Linked DNA regions of Sus scrofa: all the other regions are linked to region 2. A link is a contact called in public Hi-C data. All regions are on one chromosome and are shown on one strand. Each heading gives the region's core, a stretch centred on a gene start, on an enhancer-like site or on the middle of the called end of the contact. The rest is flanking DNA. Distances are from core to core; before and after follow the strand shown. Region 1 holds the start of INPP4B (type II inositol 3,4-bisphosphate 4-phosphatase). Region 2 overlaps LOC106504720 (a long non-coding RNA gene). Region 3 holds the start of GAB1 (GRB2-associated-binding protein 1).

Region 1 (2,700 bases), core at 18-2,517, 1.3 Mb before region 2:
TAGAGTAGGAAGTGACAGCAGGGGTGACAGGTGGGGACAGCTACAGCTTCCCACTTGGTGTAACATTAAGCCCTGACTTAACCCAAATCGATGTTACCATCCTAACTTTGGGATTCCAGTCTCTCTGCGTGGCAAATGTAACCTGAGCATACTGGTATTCTCACTCCGCCTTATTATCTTTTAAAAGTGCCCTTACCGAGGGTGCTTGCCTGGACTGGGGCTGGCATTCCCAGCTTTACCATTACCTTTGAGCAGCTCAGTCAATACCTCTCCACGAGAACCGCCAGGTGGCACCTGTAAGGCGCAGATGGGGAGAGGCATTTGCCCCACACCCCGCAACCCGGAATAGCCAGGCAGCTTGCCTTCGCCCGTGGGCTTGTTTGCGAGGAAGTGAGGGAGTTTTAGCCTCGGTTCAGACTGCGCGATTACGTACCCTGTTTTCCTGACACCCAAACAGACAGAGCGTAGATTTGTCTCCACGCGCCGGGGCTGCCAAAGGCGTGACACACGCCTGTGGGGAACAGCTCGGCCTCAGTCCCCGAGCAGAGACGTGGGGACTGCGGCGGGTGGTCGGTGGGCTGCGCTGAGCTGGAAGCCTCGCCATTGCCCAGGTCTCCTCCGCCCTAAGTCCGGGCCCAGGCAGAGGAGTAGTAAGAGAGACAGGTCCCAGAGTGGTGGCAGGCAGAAGTCCGGGGAACGGGGCGGGGACGGGGGGAACGTCGCTTCCCTACCCTCCCGGACTGAGCCCGGTTCTGGGGCGCCCCCTTTCGCCGTTTAAAAACCCCTGTGGTTTCCGTGGCCCCGGCCGCGGCGTGGCGGCCTCGGGTCACCTCTCACCACCGCTCCGCAGCGGTGCTCCTGGCAGCACAGGCTAGGGACCGTCCCCGCTGGCAGAGGGGCCCAGCAGAGGGTCGGGGTGCGGGGTGGCGGTACACAGAGTGAGCCTGTTGGGGTCATTTCAGGTTGGGCGGCGGGGACATCAACTCCACTCCATCGGTAGTGGGAGGCGAGCTGCGCCAGCTGCGCGACTCTTGCTGCCGTCGCTGCCTCTGTTCGGGCGCCGGTGACATTGGGAGGAGACCGCTGGGAACCAGCAGAAGAGGAAGAGGAGCAGGGAGGGGTGGGATTGGAGGGGCGGGGGGGGTGCGGGGGGAGAAAGTAGCGATTGTGCCAGGGGAGCATGTGAGCAGGGGAGAGGCGGCCGCGCCGGCGACAACTTCTCCGGGGCGCGCGCGGCGGGGCGGGGAGCGAGCGGGGAGCGCGGCGGGAACCCGGAGCCCGAGGGAGGCGCGGGCGCCTCGGGGAGCAGCCGCTCGCGCCCTGCGCCCTGCGCCGCCGCGCCGCCGGCTCGCTTCCTCCGGGTTCCCAGCCCGGGTGCTGAGGCTCCGGTCTATAAATAGCAGGTTACAGCTCTCGCTAGGCGCGCACACGCTCACCCGCGAACGCCGGAAAGTCAGGCTAAAAGTGTCTGCTGCTGCTGCTGCCGCCCCCCACTCCGCCTCCAGGAGAGGTAATTACCCGCCGGGGCTCCCAGGGCCGGGTGGGGGGTTTGGCCAGGGTGGTCTGGGAGGCGGTGGGGAATGTGTCAGGCGTTGGAGCGGGTCTGAGAGCGGGGTGGGGGGGGTCACGTCCTGGCGGGGGGTGGTGAGGGAGTCTTGTTTGGCATTAAGTTTCTCAGCCTGGCAGCCCCGATAGCCCCATACGGCCCTCGCGCCTAAGGGGTGTGGTGCGCTGCCTCTCCTCGGCAGCAGGAGTACCCCTGACCCCCGCGGACACTCTGGCCCGGCGCCGCTCGGTCGGGCCCACGCGCGGGTTCACGTTCATCCTCACCCCTTCACACTCACTCTCAGGGCCCCGGGTTAACTCCGAGCTCTGGCCTCGCTGACCTTCCAAGGCTGCGCCCACCCTCGCGGTCCCTTTGGAGGGGCTGCGGTGGCCAGAGGGAGGGGGGGCTCGCTCTCATCCCTATCCCGGCCACAAAGCTGCCAACGCCGCCCGCCCCGGGAGAAGTCGCCTTCAGGGCGAAGGGTGGGGGTGGGGTGGGGGTGGGAGTGAGGGTGCTTGATACTGGGGTCTCAGTTGCCCCGTTTTGGGCTTTTCCTAAAGAGTCCCTGTCATGACCACCCTCGTTCCACTCCCAGCAACTCAGCCCGCTACGTGTCTCTTCTTGGCAACCAGACATCACTTGTCCTCCCACAGAGAGGTCCTTCTAAAGGGTCAGAAAGCCAGGGCCATGACTTGAAAGCGCGGTGGTGGTGCTGCTGGTGGTACTGTGTGTTGTGGGGGGAGCATCGTTGTTTGAAGTCTGAAAACTGCGCTGCAGGGTCCGCGAGCTCTCAGGGCACCTCTGGCACGGAGCACCCAGGCCAGGGATGTTCGGAGCTAGGGGTCGTTCCTGAAGGGACTTTCAGGCTTGTCGCTGGGACTAAGACCAGGATGCTGGAGCTCCAGGTACCTGTTTTTGCCCCTCCCTTTGCCTCTGAAATCTCCTCCCTGTTGGGGGGTGGTTTCTGTCCCTAGAAGATGGAGAGGCACCAGCAGTTTCTATTTGGGGACTAGAGGTTTATAAGGGTGAGGATGTGCATGTTGATGAGGTTGTTGCTGCTGCTGCTGCTCCTGCTCCTGCACAAAACTTACCGGAAAAACCGGGGAGGGTTTTCTCTTACTCTTGTTTTAATGATGAAGATTCACTTTCCCTTT
Region 2 (2,700 bases), core at 190-2,689:
CATGAAGTTGTGGGTTCGATCCCTGGCCTTGCTCTGTGGGTTGAGGATCCGGCGTTGCCGTGAGCTGTGGTGTAGGTTGCAGACGCGGCTTGGATCCCGCGTTGCTATGGCTGTGGTGTAGGCCGGTGGCTACAGTTCCCATTAGACCCCTAGCCTGGGAACCTCCATATGCCATGGGAGCGGCCCTACAAAAGGCAAAAAGACCAAAAAAATAAAACAAAATAAAAGATTTATGGGAAGCAACCTCCCCACCCCTTTTGGAGGCGCTGTTCTTGCATTTGCATGTGACACCTGGAGTTTCTGCAGCTGTCTGTGACTGTGAGAGGAGACATTGATGACACCCTGAAGGTGGCACAGCAGACAGGTAGAAAGCATCTGAGAGCTTGAGATCAGAGTTAAACTTTGGCTTTGCCAACCTCAGAACTATCTACCGTTGGACTTCTTGTAACGTGAGATATGAAGCACATTGTTTTTTAAGCCATTTTTAGTTGAGAACTCTGTTACGTGCAGCTGAAGTGTTACACATCCCATAAGGTGTTGCCACTCTCAAGGTCTCTAGGCTTCAAAATGTCTGGACTTGGTGGATTCCTTTCTTTGAATCATCTACAAAACATACTCAGAGAGTTATAGTTAAACCTAATCTATCCCATCGTTTTCTTACTAGTGGAGCAACAGACAAAAGGGGAAATTTTATGAAGGAGAAGATACTAGTAAAATATCTGTTGGATGAGGATGACATCGCCCAGCCTTTGCTTTTGTGAAAAGGCGCGCAGTTCCTATTTCCTGCCACGATGTACCAGGCATAGAGGCTGTTACTTCTACCCACATATAGGCTCATTGAGAGAATTAGATGGAAACGTGAGTCTGAAACCTCGATTCTCACTGGGTAAGGGTTTCCCTCTTTTCCTGCTCTCTACCAACTTATACCCTCTCATCCATCAAACCTCATGGAGAACTCACCTTCTCACACGAGCTCTCCCCAGATTAAACTGATCGGTTCGTTTGGGTCCCCTTGGCACTCAAGACTAGGGTCTGAGTTTAGGTACCACTGCTAAGTTTTCTGCTGCATGTGGGCCTATGCCACTCTCTAGTCTCACACCAGGATTGCAGAGAAGTCAAGCAAGGCAGAGATGTCAGCCTCCGCTTCCTTGTGAGTATGGGCGTTCTCTGACTCCTCCACCCTATCCACCCCCCAACATTTAGCCTTCAGACCTAAACATAGTCCACTGCCCAATGATTGCCAAGAACCGCCTGCCTTAGCGACCCTGCTAACACAACAGTGCCGAGCTCCACAGACCGGCTGAGGACAGTGACCTGGCTCTTTAATATGCAGGCTGCGAAGTTCCTCTTTTGCTTTATAAAAGCCACTTCCTCTCCCCGAGTGGGGAGGATCTGGTTACTTGTGCGGGGAGAAGCTGGAGTGGGGCCAGAGAGCTGATAGCACTATCACCCGGAAACAGAGTCCTGCTCCATGTCAACAGTCAGGACAGACCTTCCCTTGTCATGTACTTGCTGGACATTCTTGAAATGACTCATGTAATAGCCAAAGACTGAATAAGTGCCTTTTATGTGCCTGGAACCGTTCTAAGTGCTTTTGCGGTGCTTGAATAATTTAGTCACAATTTTTGCATTTAACCATCACAGCACATTGAGGAGATAGGTATGATAATGATCTCTGTTTTCCTTCTGGGGAAACAGAGGCACAGAGACATGAGGAAACCTGCCCAGGGCCAGGTGACCAGTAAGTGGCTGATCTGGGTGTCAACCTGGGACGACCTCACTCCAGAGCCTGCACGCTTCCCCACGCATGAAGCCACTGTGAGTGCTTGGTGCCACTGCTCCCCCCATTCATGCCTGATCTGTTCAAAAGGCATGGATGAGCACCTACTGTGTGCAAAGAGCAGGTGGGTTGAAGACACGTTAGACACCATCTCTGCTGTAAGCAACACCACCGTCCAGTTGGGAAACCAATTGAAAAATAGGTAAGGGAGACCCTGCATCTTCCAGACTGGTCTTAATAGGCTGTCAATCACCTGTCCACCATCTTCTATTGCAATAGGTCAGGGCTCAATGAAGATTTTTTTTTTTTTTTTTTTTTTACAATATTTCCTTGCTGGATATATTAGTTTGTCAGAGCTCCCAAAACAGAGACTGGATGGCTTTCAACAACAGAAGTTTATCTTCTCACAGTTCTGGGAGCTAGAAGTTCAAAGTTAAGGGGTCAGCAAGGCTGGTTTCTTCTGAGGACTCTCTCTTTGGCTTATAGACAGCTGTCCTCACCCTGTGTCTCCCCGTGGTCTTCCCTCCATGCCCATGGCCAAACATCCTCTTCTTAGAAGGACACCAGTCCAATTGGCTTAGGGCTCAATCTAAAGACCTCATTTTAACTTAGTTACCCCTTTTTGGTACCTTTTTTTTAAATCAAAATATAGTTAATTTACAATGTTGTGCCAATTTCTGCTGCACAGCCAAGTGACCCAGTTATATGAATATACACATTCTTTCCCTCATATCATCCCCCGTCCTGGCCTATCCCAAGACTAGACCCAGTTCCCCGTGCTGTACGGTAGGATCTCATTGCCCATCCATTCTAAATGTTACCTACCTCTTTAAAGAGCCTTTTTCCAAATAGTCACCTTCCTAGGTACTGGGGGTTAGAACTCCAATATCTGAATTTGAGGGGGCTATAACTCAGCCCAT
Region 3 (2,700 bases), core at 112-2,611, 1.7 Mb before region 2:
CCCGCTTCCCGCAACCACCCCGAGGGGAAGGCGGGAGGGAGCGCGGACCAAAGAGAAGACTGCTGAGTTCAACACCTTGGCGGTTTTCCCAGTGCGGGAAATTTACTACACAGCAGCCCCTAAGAATTCCATGCAGAAATCACGAAAAGAGAATGCCCTCCCCTCACCCCCGCTAAAATAATAAAAACACGCAGCGGGCGTTCAGCTGGCAACGCTGGGCCTTCCGATGAGCCGAAGTCTGCAATCTGGATGGAGGAAAGATCCCCGGCCAGGCGGAGGCCAGGCGGGAGCTTACAGCCCGGGTCCCAAGCCTGCCGGGGAAGGGGCCCAGGGGCAAGGGATGGGGACTGAGTGGAAGCAGCAACGCCCGCGCGAGCCGCCCCGGGATGGGAGCAGCGGCGGAGTTTTACTTACATAACGCTTCAACTTTTTCTCCGGGGGGGACTTGCGGAGCCATCCCGAGCAGACCACTTCGCCGCCGCTCATGGTGCGCGCTTCTCAGGCTCCGCGCCGGGCGCGCTCCCGACACCGTCGACGCCGGGCGGTCGCGCAAAGGCGGGGACCTTGCTCTACTGCGGCGCACCTCGGGTGGACGGGGTGGACCGGGCGGACGGGCTTCGCGGCGCGCAGGCTCAACGCGTCCGAACTTCTTCCCCGCAGGCAGGTCCTTGGACGTGAGTAGAATCGGGCTGCGCCGCCGAGGCCGACACCTCGGGGCTGGGACCGCGGCCGGGCCGAGGGCGCCCCGGCCTTCCTTCAGTGCGCCCGCCTGGCCGCCAGGCGTGCCGTTCTGCCGGCCGCCTCCGCCGCGCTTCGGCTCCACGGGACTCTGCCCCGGCGCGGAGCCCAAGCCTCGGCCCCCTGCGCTCCGCCCCCTCGGGACAGGACCTCCCAAAGCGCTCTCGAGACAGACACGACGCTGCACGCGCACACACACATACACACTCACACACTCACAAAGCCCCCGGGAGGCGCCCACTCTGGCTCGCCCGCTCTGGGTTTCGGGGCGCCCGGCGCGATCCTCTCCTTCCTCCTCCTCCTCGGGAGAGGGTGGGTCACTTCTCCGCGGCGCCCGGGCAGCGGGGAGGAAAGGGGAAGCCGCGAGGGTCCCGTGGGCACTGGGCGCGGGGCTGGTCCCGAGCCACGGAGGGAGCCGCCGGCTGGGCGTCGCTGGGCAGGGCGCAGGTCTAGCCGGAGGGTGGGTCCGCGCTCGCCGCCGCCGCCGCCGCGGGAGAAAGAAGGCGGAGAGACGAGGAGCTCCGCGGCTAGACTGGGGGGGACCGAGCCCACCGTCCGGTCCCCTCGCGCTCCTCCCGCGCCGCCTCCCCCACCCCGGGGCGTGCGGTAGGTTCCGAGCGGCCCGGCCCCCGGCCCAGATCCCTCCCTCTCTCGGCCTCCCGGCTCCCTCTTCCTCCCTTCCCTCCTCCCCTTCCCACGTTCGGCCGGCTCCGGTTTCTGCCTAGACTTTCTCTGAAACTCCGCCGGAGCGCTTCCAGCCAAAACAACAAGGGCCGGGGAGGAGGAGACGCACGGAGGGAGGGAGCGAGAGAGGGAGGGAGCCGGAGTCCGAGAGGCACCCTGGGATCTGTAGTTCGGGAAGCTGGAGAGGGGTCCTTGGCCGCCTGGCTGCATTGGCGCCGGGAGCCCCCCGCGGGGTCCTCGCTGGGAATAGCGGCCAGGCCTCGGAGAGAGTAGCGCTCCGGGGCTCGGTCTGCTGAAGGAGTGAGGAACGTTTGAATGTTCGGTCTGGGGATTGCCATGTTGGCTCAGCCGAGTGTCAGTTTGGAGTTTGTTCGGTTTGTTTAATCAGGGGTTTGGGCGGGGGGTGAGGGGGCCTCTACTTGACGGCCGGAGGGAGACCGCGCGCCCTGAGAGTCCTCGACCCCTGTGCCCCGGCCCTCGAGGTTGAAGGTCAGACACCAGGAGAACAAGGGCGCAGGGGATCGCGCTAAGGCACCCAGTCTGGAGAGGAGATCAGAAGGGGACCCTTTCGGGCCGCTGTGGGCTGGACCTTGGAGCAGCCTTGCCTGAGTAATGGGAGTTCTTACTGGGACCAAAGATTTGGTTGAATCTCTCTCTGGGACATTTTGAAGTCACTCTCCCTCCACTTGTAGCCAGTTTCTTCCACTTGACTTTGGATTTGTTTAAAATCTACCCTTGGGATGTTGAACCAGAAAAGGGAAACTTTACTAGACGTCTTAGCTCTATTTGCTTGCGTGTGTGTATTGCAATTATGATACCTGGTCCTGAGTTTGACACGATCCTGTAATAGAAATATAAATTTATTTGTGAAAAACAAAGCCCCCAAACAAATTTTAGAAGGTAATATAAATAAATGAGATAAAAGTGCTAAAAATAGTAGATGAGTGAACATTTCTGGAAAAACCTAACCTCAGGCACTTGCTTATTAATAACAGTACTGGCATTCAAAAGTTTCTCTTGAGTTTGAAAAGGTTTACCATTATAGCAGGAAAATAGGTGCTGGGTGGTGACAAAGTTCCCTGCACTCATGGAGGTGACATTTCTGTGGTGGCAGAGGATAAACAGGGGTCAGCACAAGTACAAATTGTGATAAATGTTGTGCCCTGGGGAAAATAAACACGGTAAATTGGAAGAATAACCAGATGGGACTAGGTCAGATAGAATGAGAGAAGTCTTCCTTGAAGATAAGCTAGCCAGAGATGAGAAAGGTGTTTGTAA

Evidence for each region. A called contact is a pair of places that touch in the nucleus more often than the background predicts.
Region 1: a contact with region 2 is called in a Hi-C map of skeletal muscle, with 16 times the contacts expected there. The contact joins the promoter of INPP4B here to the enhancer-like site in region 2. A contact is called at or near these places in 19 of 47 Hi-C or Micro-C datasets (alveolar macrophages, brain, embryonic fibroblasts and 12 more) and 2 of 2 datasets of contacts at active chromatin or transcription factors (alveolar macrophages and skeletal muscle).
Region 3: a Hi-C map of skeletal muscle shows a contact between it and region 2, with 7 times the contacts expected there. The contact joins the promoter of GAB1 here to the enhancer-like site in region 2. A contact is called at or near these places in 1 of 5 promoter capture datasets (liver), 2 of 47 Hi-C or Micro-C datasets (embryonic fibroblasts and skeletal muscle) and 1 of 2 datasets of contacts at active chromatin or transcription factors (skeletal muscle).

What each region holds. Positions count from the first base shown.
Region 1 is chr8:84,810,815-84,813,514 of Sscrofa11.1, forward strand. It overlaps INPP4B (type II inositol 3,4-bisphosphate 4-phosphatase), which reads left to right and starts at 1,268. Exons shown (of 30, transcript XM_021100673.1): 1 at 1,268-1,510.
Region 2 is chr8:86,072,027-86,074,726 of Sscrofa11.1, forward strand. LOC106504720 (a long non-coding RNA gene) reads right to left here. Exons shown (of 4, transcript XR_001298412.2): 2 at 523-603. Among named protein-coding and RNA genes, the nearest start is that of RNF150, 15 kb to the right of the region's middle. Within about 2 kb of position 1,440, at least 14 of the 83 cell types and tissues checked have an H3K27ac peak or open chromatin away from gene starts, as enhancers often do. A contact at or near this core is called in alveolar macrophages and skeletal muscle, where this site is marked.
Region 3 is chr8:84,390,150-84,392,849 of Sscrofa11.1, forward strand. GAB1 (GRB2-associated-binding protein 1) reads right to left here and starts at 1,362. Exons shown (of 12, transcript XM_003129177.6): 1 at 415-1,362. The coding sequence starts at 486.